2 separate regions of the Danio rerio genome follow, and region 2 is linked to region 1. A link is a contact called in public Micro-C data. All regions are on one chromosome and are shown on one strand. Each heading gives the region's core, a stretch centred on a gene start, on an enhancer-like site or on the middle of the called end of the contact. The rest is flanking DNA. Distances are from core to core; before and after follow the strand shown.

Region 1 (6,671 bases), core at 2,297-4,796:
GTAATAAAGAATGCAGAGGTAAAGTCATGTGTGAAAATGATTCATTATAGCCGCAGTAAGGTAAAAACATGAATGAAAGTTAGATGGTGTGTTGACGGAAACTGCATATGTGATGAAATGTATCATGTCTCAAATAATTGTTGAATCAGTTATGATACATTACATTTACTTCAGAAAAGTCATGGTTTATCCAAAACATATTAGTTACAGTAGCAGTTAAACAATTAAATAAATAAACTAAATGCCCATAAATGCCCAATTTTTATAAAAACAGATTTGACATATTTGTGGTCATATTAATGATCAACGTATCTAATCATAAACATGAACAGTTGAAGTAAGAATTATTAAACTTCCTGAATAATCAGCCCCTCATTTACTTTATAGAGAGAATAATTTTTCAACACATTTCTAAACATAATAATTTTGATAACTAATTTCTAATTACTGATTTATTTTATCTTTGCCATGATGACAGTAAATAATATTTGACAAGATATTTTTTTAAAAACACTTCTATAGAGCTTAAAGTGACATTTAAAGGCTTAACTAATTAGGTTAGAGTAATTAGTTAAGTTATTGTATAATAATAATTTTGACCTTAAAATGTTTTTTTTTAATTAAAAACTGCTTTTAATTTAGCCGAAATAAAACAAATAAGACTTTCTCCAGAAGAAAAACTATTATCAGACATACTGTGAGAATTTCCTTGCTCTGTTAAACATTATTTGGGAAATATTTAAAAAAAAAGAAAAATAACTTTGAAGGGGGGCTAATAATTCTGACTTCAACTGTACAGGGTTTATATACATTTTACTAATAAAATTCAATGACTTTTCAATGACTTTTGCAGTTTTACCTAACTGGCAGATTGTTTAAAGAAATTAAATATATATATATATATAAAACACAGTTCATTTTGACTTATTAATTCTAAAAACAAAACTATATTTTTTTATCTGTCTAGAAAATGTTTCTTGATTTAAGAATTTTTGGGTTTTCTGACTAGAAACAAAACTAAAGCTCTCATTAAAAGCATTTTTGCAGTGTAGGGAAGTATATGTTCTACAAGAGATCCTTTTTATTAAAACTAATAAACAGACTTTAACTACTGATAGCCTGACTCACGTGGGAATGATCTCATGAGTTTTCTTTCACTTGGAAACTTTATGTCTTTGATGTGTGGAAATGGGGCATCGCTGTATCGAGGTTCAGGTATCCAGCGCAGATGGGATTTCCAGTCAAGGTCACATCTAATAACCAAAGGCACTGGCATCACATTAATGTAGTGTAGAGGAAAAAAAACATTTCAATGGCACTAATTTGGACGTTATATTTAACTTATTCATTTGAAAATATAATCAGGGACAGATTACAAATGCATTAAAACTAGCTTTAATGCTGTAACCAAAATCAAAAAATCCACTCAAGTATTCAGTTTGATTAGCAATTTAAATTATACAATAATACCTGCTTTCCCCGCTTCAGAAACCAAAGGGAAATTTGAAAAGCTGTCACTTAAAAGTAATTTCAACTGTATTAATCAATTTTTAATACTAGTTATGGGAATAATAAATTGATTTATGAAATACTTACTCAGTGAGCACAGGCTCAATGTGTGTAATGTGAGGTTTGAAGTCCCGTTCTTTTCCAAAACTCCAGAATGACTCACTCTCTGTGGGTTTCCTAATTATGATAATAATAAAGGGAATAATCTGTTATAGCATGCATTTTGAATCTTGAATGTAAGCCTGCTTGAGATGAATTGTATAACATATATTTGTATACAATTTGAAGTCAAGTTAAATTATTTAGTCATTAATTTCTCTATGACACAAATGTTAAAAAGCTAAGACAGATGTTGTGGTAACACTCATTTTATTTATTTGTTCATTATTATATTAGAATACATACAAAACCTATGTTGCACCTCACAACAACTATGAAAATAAAAAGGAGAATATGTGAAGAGTTAAGATGCAAAACCTCTGTGTCGTTTGACATTTCCATCAAAAATTAACATTGTTTCTCAGCCTCCTTTGTTTATGTTGAGATATTTTACTTTAAAGACAAGGAAAATGACTTATTCTTTGCCATAAAAGTGATATTACTGAACATAGGCCTACACAGGAGCCTGATAAAAATGCTAATTTTAGAGAAAGATTACAGCATGCCAATAGGGAAAAATAATTAAAGTTTAAGTAACAAAGTAAGCAAGCAAAAAAATAATAATATTAAACTCTGTACACAAATTGGATACTTTTAAAGTAAAATAAAATGTGTGTGGACCTCCAAAATACAGAAGTTATAGAGACGTTTTCAAAAATAGTCTTGAAACACTAAACAAAAAGTTGCTCGACATTCTTTAACATCATAACAAAATTCACATCAATTTTGTTCAATTTGTGGTATTTCTACATTATTTATATAGCCTGGGAGAACTATGTTAATAGTAATCTTACCTCTTGTCCATTCTGTAGGCTACAAAGGCGTTGTTATAGAGTGACGGTGTTTCAAAAGAGAGTTAAAGGCTGCAGATTTGACCATTGTTATAATCCGTTGCTCGGAGAACACAAACAAAACGCTACATGTTTACTGATGTTTGTATACAAAACACTTATAATAAGATTTTGTATTCACTTATAGGCTAATCATTTATTGACTGATACAGGCTATGTGCATTCTTTATTCATTAGGTCAATATTTATTTGTTTGTTTTTTGTTACGAAATACGTCAGATTTTTTTTCAGATTGCCTGACTTTGGTTTGTCGAAACGCAAGATGGCGCAATAAAACCATTTTTCCCCCTAAATCCATTTTTTTTTTACTTTTTTTTTTCTTAAATCTTTTTCCTGTCTTGGCTAAATATCTAACAATAAAATACGCTTTTAAGGCTGATTATTGGCGTTACTATAGTTATTTATTTATTTTGGGAAAAAAAATGCTCAGAAAAAAATAGATATACTGACGAAAATTTTTATTGAAGGCTACTGGGAACAAATCCATTTTTAAAAACAACAACGACAACAACAATTATACAAAAAAAGTAAATAATAATAACACTGATAATAATAATAATAATAATAATAATAATAATAAATAGGCTACTAGAGTCTTTCTGAACTGCAGATAAAATGTTATGCTAAGTGGAAAGTCAGCATGAGGACTGATATTCACAAATTTCATATATCTGAGAATGATATTATAACTGTGAAATCTCATAAAAGATAACTATTTCTAAAAGATTATAGCATGCATTATAGTTTATTTCTTTAATCCAAGTATTCCAGCTTCAGATGCGTTATTATGCAAAAAATAATTTGCATTGTAAATGTAGGCTAAATTATGTTTTTAAAAAGTTATTGCAAATAACGTTATGGGACATGATTTGACCCAGTGATGAGAGAGAGAGAGAGAGAGAGAGAGAGAGAGAGAGAGAGAGAGAGAGAGAGAGAGAGAGAGAGAGAGAGAGAGAGAGAGAGAGAGAGAGAGAGAGAGAGAGAGAGAGAGAGCTCTTTAAATCCACCTGTTAGCCAGCATATTCTTGCGCCTTCTGTTTGGGAAGGTGAACTGATCGCCAGGACCGCGTGTCAGTGATTTAACTCAAACTTCTGTATTTCTAAAGTCCTCACTGCGCACATTCTTCATCTTTAATGGACTATAAATGCCGACGACACCATACGGGACAATGTTAATGCATCGTTGGCCACAAATGCCTTGATCTCCATATGGACTTCGCCACAGAGCTGCAACTCGCGCAATATCGCCACGCCACCGGACTTTTATTTTTGTAATTATTATTCATTGGTGAATATGGCGAAGAGATCGCAGTGAACTGGAGCCAAGGTTTGCAACACATTGTTGCAAATATTAAGCAGAAGATCATGATGCTCTCCCTCTCGCGTGCCCCGTAACTGCTTCCATTCATTCAGTCCAGTTTGGCGCTGAGCATCGTCTTCTCTCCTGGAGATTTTCCTTCCAGTTTCCTCTCAATTATGTTCACTTTCGCTGCCTTTTGCTACATGCTTTCCCTTGTCCTCTGTGCTTCTCTCATCTTCTTCGCGATCTGGCATGTAAGTGTTTGCATCTTTGGCGTGCTTTGTGTAAATATATTGCTGCAGGATGGCATGCATGCATGTGTTTGCTGCATCAGACAAAACTGTCCAGCACCTGATCAAAGGCTCCCTGATATCTCTGCCATGTCTTACATCACCAAACTATGATCGTTTGCTTTTCAATGAATAGTGACTGGGCGACAGCATTGACGCAGACCCTGACTTGGTGGCACCAGCATGTGCGAGGGAAGTCTTTTGCACACCTTTCGTGGGTTTTCCCACCGCTCTACCTTTCTTTAATGACTAAAGCACCTTTATGGGTTGTTTCAGATGGATTATATCCATGTATAACTGTGCTGAACCTCTTTTAAGCTACAGCTGTGTTATTTTCCAGTGCTTGACCTGTTTTGATGTTGAGCTGAGCTTTATGTCTGTGCACTTTTTGCAAGGTGTAACATTATTTTTTTCTTCCATAAGGAAAGCTGCATTAAAGCGCTCGCTCACATTCACAGCACTGCAAGACTGCTCTAGATTTGGGTCAGCACAGTCGTTTGCCCTAGGCTTGCTTTTGCATAGCAACAGACATTATAGCCCCAAGGGTTAAATAAGGGGTAATTATGAGCACATCACAGTTAACCCAAACCTTTTAGTAAGGCATCATTAAACTAATCTATTTCCAATATCTCCACTAATGTCATTTGGTTCTTCTAACAGAAGTTTTTTTTTTTATTTGTCAGATGTTTTGTATGGCAGGCAGGAATGCTGTCCCCAGCCGTTTCAGCTTTTGAATCTTTAATAGATTTAATTTGATCAGCACACAGTAGGAAAATCCTGCCATGTCAGTCGCCTTTCGTGTCAGAAAACTGAATGCATTTTACACTTTAGCTTCTGTTTTTGTGTTGACTGCACTTACGATATGGCAGAGATCATGAGACAGCTCTGTCATTGTAGTTTTAAGCAGTGCAAAAATAAAACACATCAACCTGGCATTAAAAGAGATTTGCTTGAGGTGTTTGTTGCAGTTCAGAATATTACTTGATGAGTATCGTTCACCCAGCATCTTTAAGGCATTGTGTTTTATTCAGTAATACACACAACTTTATTTATACTGTACATAAAAAGTAGTGATGGCATCACATGAATGCAGAAAATCCCAAGAGATTATCTTGAGCTGTGGTGTGAAAAGCAGAAGACAGGGACAATATTCTATGAAAGAGCATTTCACGCTTTTAAGAGCCCTCCATAAAGGCACCAGCACAAAATCTACTGTTATATAATATTTGTGATTTATTTATTTCTAGACAAAAGTTGTGTTCAAGTACATGGCCGTTCAAAAGTTTGGGGTTATTAAGTTCATTTTTTTTTTTTTCAAATAATCCAGCTCAATTTTTTTAATGAAATTATCTTAAAAAAACTCTTGAACCTTCAGACTTTCTTCAACATTTGTAATAATAAGAAATCTTTACTGTATATAAAACAAAATAGACTAATTTCTGAAAGTTTATGGATTGTGGACAAGTCATGACTGCTGAAATTTTGGAACAATAGTGCACATGGCTAATTTTGTATGGGCAGAAATTTGTATTTAAAGGGCACCTACCCCTTTTCAAGATTTAAGATAAACGTTTTGTGTTTCCATAATGTGTCTCCATAAAATAATTGTTATAGCTTTCAGAAGATAAGAAATTTCTGCTTTGAACTAGGGTTGTAACAATATACCGGTATGACGGTTTACCATGATTTGAACGTGCACGATTATCATACCATGAACAATTGCATATCAACGGTTTTAACCCTTAAAGACCGAGACAGCCGCCCGCGGCTAAAAATAAGTATTGCTCTTAAATGTTTAATAACTTTTGATCCGCTGATCCGATTCATACAATTCAAAGATTGGCATAAAGAAGAGAATCTCAGCTTTCCAGTGCTGTATCACATAATATTCGCGGACTTTCAGAGGCTCCGGAATCAGTGTGGTTACGTCATCAACATTTGACAACGCTGATTTGACAAAGAAACGCTCGTCACTGTGTCTCCGGACAAATCAGACATGATACATTGATGCATTGTCCCTCCTCCATGCCCAGATTGGTTCAAACTCGCTATATCACAACCAATAAGCATAGGTTTCGCTTTTGTTTGTGGACCAAGCTTTTTGAACAACACGGAATGAGAGAAAGGCATACATTTGTGCGCGGCTAAATAAAACGCAAAAAAAAAAAGTTTTGCATGAAATAATTCTCATACTAAGTACTTTTGCATGCACAGCAGCACAGAAACATGACAAAACAGTGACACAGCAAAGACGAACTGCTGCTCTTGCTGTTTTCAAAAGACGCAAATGAAGATGCAGCGGTTTGTCAGTCTGCATTGCAGACAACCATATTCAAATCCATATCCACTGACAACCATATCCATGCTGGCACATAAAACCTAAGGATGTTCCATATTGAATCTAGTTTCGTTATGTAACTATTTATAGTATAGTAAATATTTATATCTATTTTTTACTGAGGATTTGCACCATGTTTATTTGGACTTTATTTGGACTTTGACACATTATTTATTATTTTCTTATTTTTTATTTGTTCATTGTAAGTGGTGTTTATAGTAACT
Region 2 (6,649 bases), core at 2,093-4,592, 160 kb after region 1:
GTATATACAGAATAGAACTCATTCGTCTGACTGTCAGAATATTTCAACTTAATACAATAAAATTGTTGATGTTTACTTTTATTAATTGTTACTGTTGATAGTAGGAGTACATTTTACTGATATGAATTTAGTAATTTGGGGCCCTGAGCAATTCCAGCCATGGGGCCAAAAAGTTCTAAAATGCACCTTTTGAACTTTATTTATTTTTAATTGATTTATTTAGCAGTTTTTTTATTCTTATATCACACAAGGACTACTCATACTATGTTAGCCGAATTGTGCCCAGGCCCGTTTCCTGGATCGTTTGAGAAATGTGAGTGCTCTGAACCGGGCCCGAAATTGAAGGTGAGGTGTGACTTTTAAGGAACTGTATCATATGGATTAATTAATAATTTTTACTGTTCAATGAACGCAAACTGTCGTGATTTATTAAAGACTCAGACCCCTCACTGCACCTTCTGCTGCACCTCCTAATTCCTGCAGCACGAGGACTTTATGATTGTTTATGAGCATCAAAAGGGGCTGATATGTTCAGCAGAAGATCTGACTGCGAAATCTCCACTGTGCTGAGCAAAAGCGCTTACTGAAGAGCGCATCATCGATGACGTAAGCGTGCTCAGGCCCGAATGTAATGTGAGTGCGGGCCATCAGGGGAGATTGGAGGGGGGACAAGCGTGCTTTGGCCCGGTTCAAGACAACTGTACATAGTGTGAGTACGCTCCAAATCACTAATTTTTCTACATTTTGTATAATGCAAAATAATAACAACAACAACAACAACATGTAAAGCATCTTGTAAAACTTTTCAAATGATTGGTGTTCTTAAAATGAATTCACGACTAAAAATTAATTATAAACTTATTTTGTTTTTAAAACTTAATCTTTACCTAATTTGACTGCTGGACTCTCCATGATCGAGGGTGGGGCTACATTTGCACAGATCTAATAAACATTAAACATTTATTTTTTTTAGATACTCATCATACGAAATATGACAGAAAATTATGTTATATTTAATTTATAGATATAATTTATACTACTAGTATATATTTGGGAGCCCTCAAATTTCCTGGGGCCCTAAGTGGCTGCTTATCTAAAAGAGCTCTGTCTGTAGACTCGGTGCAGATGCAATCTGAGCTGCATCCATTGCTTTTGAATGGGCTCACCTAAACTAACCCTACTACTTATAGTGACGTCACTAGCTCCATTATATGCATTGTGTCTGACATTGCATCTTGGAGCCATGCAATCACAGCTTGCATCATAAAGGCTGCATCCAGATACTATTGGCTTATCTTGCTTATTGGTTAAATGCGCCCCTGTACACCATTAGAAGCCCAAACTTAGGTCAAATATGGACAAACACAACCAATATGTTCAATTAGTTAGTGAATTATTGAAAAACCCAAAGGTTGGGTTTGTCCATACTGCACTAAAATTTGGTTTAAGAGCAGCATTTTTGAGAGTGGAGTGGTCCCGGGGAGAGATTGGGATCTCACATTTTCCATTTGATCATTTCAACCCTCAAATTGAGCTAACTGAATATCTATGCAACACAACCGAGTGATTTTGTTACTGAATATGCATTTTTTATACTAAAAACAATATTTAAAAAAAAAAAAAAAAAAAAAAAAAAACAATATTTTACAATCTTTTCCCCAAATCACAGGAAAGGAGAAAATAATAGTTTGGAAATGAGAAGCACTTCACACAGATCCAAGCTAACAGATGTTGTTCGTAATAAAGCACAATTTAGCATGACACTAACGCCAATTAGCTTTCTAATGTGCACATTCACGGGTACTTCATTTGTTGCGTGTTGGCCAAGGAATGAAATGGCTTCATGCATCAGTCACTTTGTCATTTCCCTTGATGGGGAAACTGATACTCTGACACTAGATCCCTCACCCCAGGAGCCCAAAATAAACATCCGTGTGCCAAATGCTCTATTACACGTCAAACCTTACATCATTTGTGCGTCACACTGATGACATCTAGTGCTAGACTGGAGCTAATGCAGAGTGTATGCATGCAACAAGGAATAATTTAGTAGTGCACAAGAGTGTTCCATGTATCCAAAAAACAAAAAAAAAACAAAAAAACACTTTCACTGCTTCAGAGTACAATTTGAGGATTCAATCTTGTGTGTTTAGAAAGTCTTGAAATCACAAAAGCTATATTCAACATTGCCTAAAAGGATAGTTCACCCAAAAATGAAAATTCTCTTGTTATTTACTCATCCTCTAGTTCCAATACCATTTGATTGTCTTCTGTCAAACAAAAAAGATGATATTTTGAAGAAAGATGAAAACCTTTAACAACAAATCAACTTTCTTCAAAATATTTTCATCTGTGTTTCAACCTAAGGCAAATAAAAATTAAATTTTTAGATAAACTATCCCATGTAATTCCCATTTTGTGACAGCCAAAGAAAAACATAATCTGTATCCTACCAGCATCAGTTGTGTTCCTTCACTGCCAATCACAAATCCACCTCCATGGCCTCAAAGAAGAGTCCCCACCGCATAGGTCACAGTCATTAGTAGTGGCAGTTTTGGGTACTTTTTTCCTACTGTGAATTTAAACACTCCTTTTGTAATAGACTGTATATAGAGGCATGCTGCATGCAATCTGACGATAAACTTTACAGTAGTGCTGTCAAACAACTGATCACATCCCAGATAAAAGTTTGCATTACAAAATATATACACGTGTACTATATTTATGTATTTGTATACACACATACTGTACATAAAATGTAAAAAAAAATATACAAAAGAAATATATGTACAATTTGTATGTATATATATTTATAAACAAGGATTCTATACAATATAGTTACGCATATATTTATATAAACAAAAATTTACACAGTACACACACATATATTTAGTAAAAATGAATTTTTATTTCAGATGTAATTAATTGCGATTATTCGTTTGACAGCACTACTTTATACTGCAATTTATTTCATGAAACATTGTAGAAACAGTAATGTTACAGTGAAAGTATACAGTATTTGTTTTGTTCAGTGTTTCTGTCAGGACATTTAATTGTGAATAACATCCTAAAAGTGTTGAAGATAGATAGACAACGTAAATTCCTACCATAATTAAAAGATAGACTACTAAATTACCACTCCAATACATCAAAAAAGTAAACAGGTTGTCAAGTGTAAATAATTAGTAAGAATGAGAGTGACAAATCTGGAACTTTACTCACCCTTTAGCCATAACTTTCTTCTTTGGCTCTCACAAAAGCTATAAGACGTTTAGCTCGTGTCACTTCACTTGACAACAGATGACTGTCATGGATGTCAGAAAATGGTGCTGCACCTGCAACTGACTAGCTAATTATGAATCTCGTCACGTGACTTAACTTAACTCATATTTGCCATCCAACTTCTGATTTCAGTTGGAAACAACAGAAATATTCGCCTGTATCCGTTTCAAACTGGGGGTCGCAAATAAGTGCATAATTATACTAAGATCTCAATTTAAAATTAGGTTCTGTTATTACCCATTTCACCGAGTTTTAGGTAAAGCTTCTCGCGTGAAGCACACATATACACACGTATAATTAAAATATGAAGTCTGATTTACGAACATATGACTCAAATGAATCGATTCTTATATATGTATATATGTGTGTGTGTGTGTGTGTTTGTGAAAACTTTTCTGGCATTAACACCAGCACGTACATTCTATTCTATCTGCAATCCTAACCTTTAGGGAGAAAACTCGAAACATTTTTATGTTTTAATTATATTCTGTGTACTTTTATGTATATTTAGCAATGGAGCGATACATTTGAATGTCCAAGTATGCCATTCTTCCAGGTTTATTGATTTTATTGGAGTCTAGTCTGTGTGCAAAGCATGCATATTTCCTGCTCAGTCTGTGAGGTTTGCTGATAATATAACCTGCAGAGCTAAACTTAGCAAGGGGTCTCCAAACTCTGTCCCGAAGGGCTGGTGAACTGAAGAGTTTAGTTCCAACCCTAACCATACACACCTGAACCAGCCAATCAGTCTTTTACTAAGATATACTAGAAACTTCTTGGCAAGCAAATTGGAGCTAAACGCAGTAGGACCGCGGCCCTCCAGGATTGAGTTTGGACACCGCTGAACTGAACTAAACTAAACAATAGTATAAAACAGACTCAAACACTTTCTTTTCTGAGACTAAAAGACTAATGTTGTCACTCTAATACTGTAATTTTCCATTCCAATCTGTAACAAAATCAAGTAACATTATTTTATAAAACAAAAATGTCACTTTTTGGACAATATTTTACTTAATGTAATATTTTTGTAATATAAAACTACATTCATTAAACAAATACGAAATATCAAGTCAAAAAGCAAATTAAATATTAAATGTATTTGTAACAATAAGGTTAAATAAAGTCTGTTTTTATCACACATAGTTACAAGTGATTTGATCAGTGAGTGGAACTAATGACGGGGGAAAAAAAGAAATGAAATGATGGAAAAAGACAAACTACAGTAGGAATTCACAACAGTCAAACTCAATGCAACATATGTCAGGGATTTCTAGATAAGTAAATGAATAAATTCAGCAATCTGTACATTTCGTTTTGGGACAAGACATGCGGCATACTGTTTGTCTAAAGTGGTTTAATCAATAATGAATATTAAAAACGGCATTTACACAGAAACTGCTTGTCAAATAACACAATTGAACACCAGATAAATAACATTGTACAACGCTTTCTTTCACTGCTATAAAGTAACAGCTCATCTTAACTAGAAACACTTATTTTTAACTCTCATTAGGACAACTGTTATGCCCACAAGTGATATACTTGCATAGAAGAGAGACTGATGTAATAGGTTAAGAAAAGCTTTACAATACACATTCACAGTTAAGCATTGTCATTTTTTTCATTTTTCATTAAAACCCTCAATGAAAAGTCATGCTACCTTGCACAAGATTAAAGTTCATAGTTCAACATTTTTGTTCACAGCACACAATTATGATTGAGAAAGATACACTTCATATAGTGCCTGAAAACCAGATTCCAAAACTCAAAAAGAAAAAACTAATTCATACATGGTTTTCTACAGAAATAAAACTGAGGTAGCAAAGCCAAATTGTGTGAACTTTGGATGAAAAACAAGGTTTAGCATAGTGCATGAATGCCTAAAATGCAAATCAAACCAAAAAAAGTTTTAACTATGTACAGAACTTATGAAAATATAGTTTTGCTTATTTTTAGTTGTTTTTTTTTTGTATTTTTTTTTTCACAAATTGCTGGTCCTGAGAACGAACATTACATCTTTTCCTTACTATACACATATAAAAAAATCCCATCATACACAATATACAAAAGCATTACACAATGTGTCATAAAAAAAAGTCAATGGTAAATAGCCAAGCAAATACGTTAAATGTGTATATGTGTGTACATCAGATGAGATGGCAAGTTGAGGATTATGCAACACAAATTTAAGAGTTAAAAAAAAAAAAAAACATATGTACAATAATATACATCTAAGAGATCAAACTCTGCAAACTGGGGCAGTGTCCACAATCCGTAAACGCTTTGTGACTGAAAAATTGGTTTGATTTTGGTGCTCAATTGTAATTGTTTTTGTTTTTAAAAGACTTTAAAAAGGAGGCTAAGCTGCTAATGACTCATTCCCTGTCTGATGTTCGGTGTCATCCTGTTTAGGCCCCGAGTGTCCATAACAGACTAAGTCTCAGTATACTCTTGGGAAAATGCGGTACGGGACAGCTTTGCAGTACTCTTCCCATGCAGAGCCGTACTTTTTCCTGCACTGACGCTCGTCCCGTGCGTTACGGTGCACCAGCAGAGTGACCAAATAGATCAGGTAAAAATAAGGGACCAGATTGTTGAACCCTACAGAAAAGCACAAGAATCAAATGCTGGCTTTAGTCAGATATCATTTTATCAAAACAGTGAATCATAAAATAATAACAATCGACACTGGTCAGTACATTAAACAATGTCACTTGCCAATTTACCAGTAGATTCTTTAATTAATTCTACAATGTGATATGGTTTATTGCTTTTATAATTATATAAATCATTGTCATCTTTTGATAGAATGTTTTCAGTGTCATTGCAAGGCTGATATATATGAAAACTTAACATTCACCCAACGTCTTCGCAAGTTTTTAAAAAGAAGGAATTATATATCAGTTGTCAACAAAAGAGAAGCATTTCAGGATTTTCCGTGCAGTTTTCCACCAAAATAAAAGCTCCATGGTTTAAAATTTAAAAGCTAAAAACATTTTTAAAAAATTAAATATATAATGTATGTCATTTATATTGCATAACAATATTCATTATACACATTCAAAATATATATTTTTTAATATTATCAAAGAGGCCCATTATGTGTTTTTGAAAATGACCTTCTATGCAGTGTGTAACAGCTTTAAGTGAAGTGAAATATCAAGCTAAGGCTCAAATTCGGAGTTTAAAACTTTTGATTCATCTATAAAAGATTTGACTCAGAGTTGTTTACATATATTATCAGTGATGTACGAAACTCAAGCCCCGCCCATTTGTTGTGCACGCTGACCTGGGAAAATTTAACCCCCTGGCCCCGCCCACAAACAATAGAAAGAAAAAGAAGACAAACACTGTAGCAGATCCC

The links. Hi-C and Micro-C count contacts between places; a contact is called where the count stands out from the background.
Region 2: a Micro-C map of caudal fin shows a contact between it and region 1, with 13 times the contacts expected there. The contact joins the promoter of si:dkey-1j5.4 here to the promoter of cnih3 in region 1. A contact is called at or near these places in 6 of 18 Hi-C or Micro-C datasets (caudal fin, embryo, fibroblasts and 2 more) and 2 of 4 datasets of contacts at active chromatin or transcription factors (caudal fin and embryo).

The regions. Positions count from the first base shown.
Region 1 is chr20:39,499,993-39,506,663 of GRCz12tu, forward strand. It overlaps cnih3 (cornichon family AMPA receptor auxiliary protein 3), which reads left to right and starts at 3,547. Exons shown (of 6, transcript XM_687375.9): 1 at 3,547-4,073. The coding sequence starts at 3,996. spats1 (spermatogenesis associated serine rich 1) reads right to left here and starts at 2,736. Exons shown (of 6, transcript XM_021468657.3): 1 at 2,463-2,736; 2 at 1,597-1,686; 3 at 1,129-1,253. The coding sequence starts at 2,473.
Region 2 is chr20:39,664,865-39,671,513 of GRCz12tu, forward strand. si:dkey-1j5.4 reads right to left here and starts at 3,343. Exons shown (of 6, transcript XM_073933543.1): 1 at 3,223-3,343; 2 at 2,454-2,569. It overlaps lbr (lamin B receptor), which reads right to left. Exons shown (of 14, transcript NM_001002720.1): 14 at 5,226-5,886. The coding sequence ends at 5,726.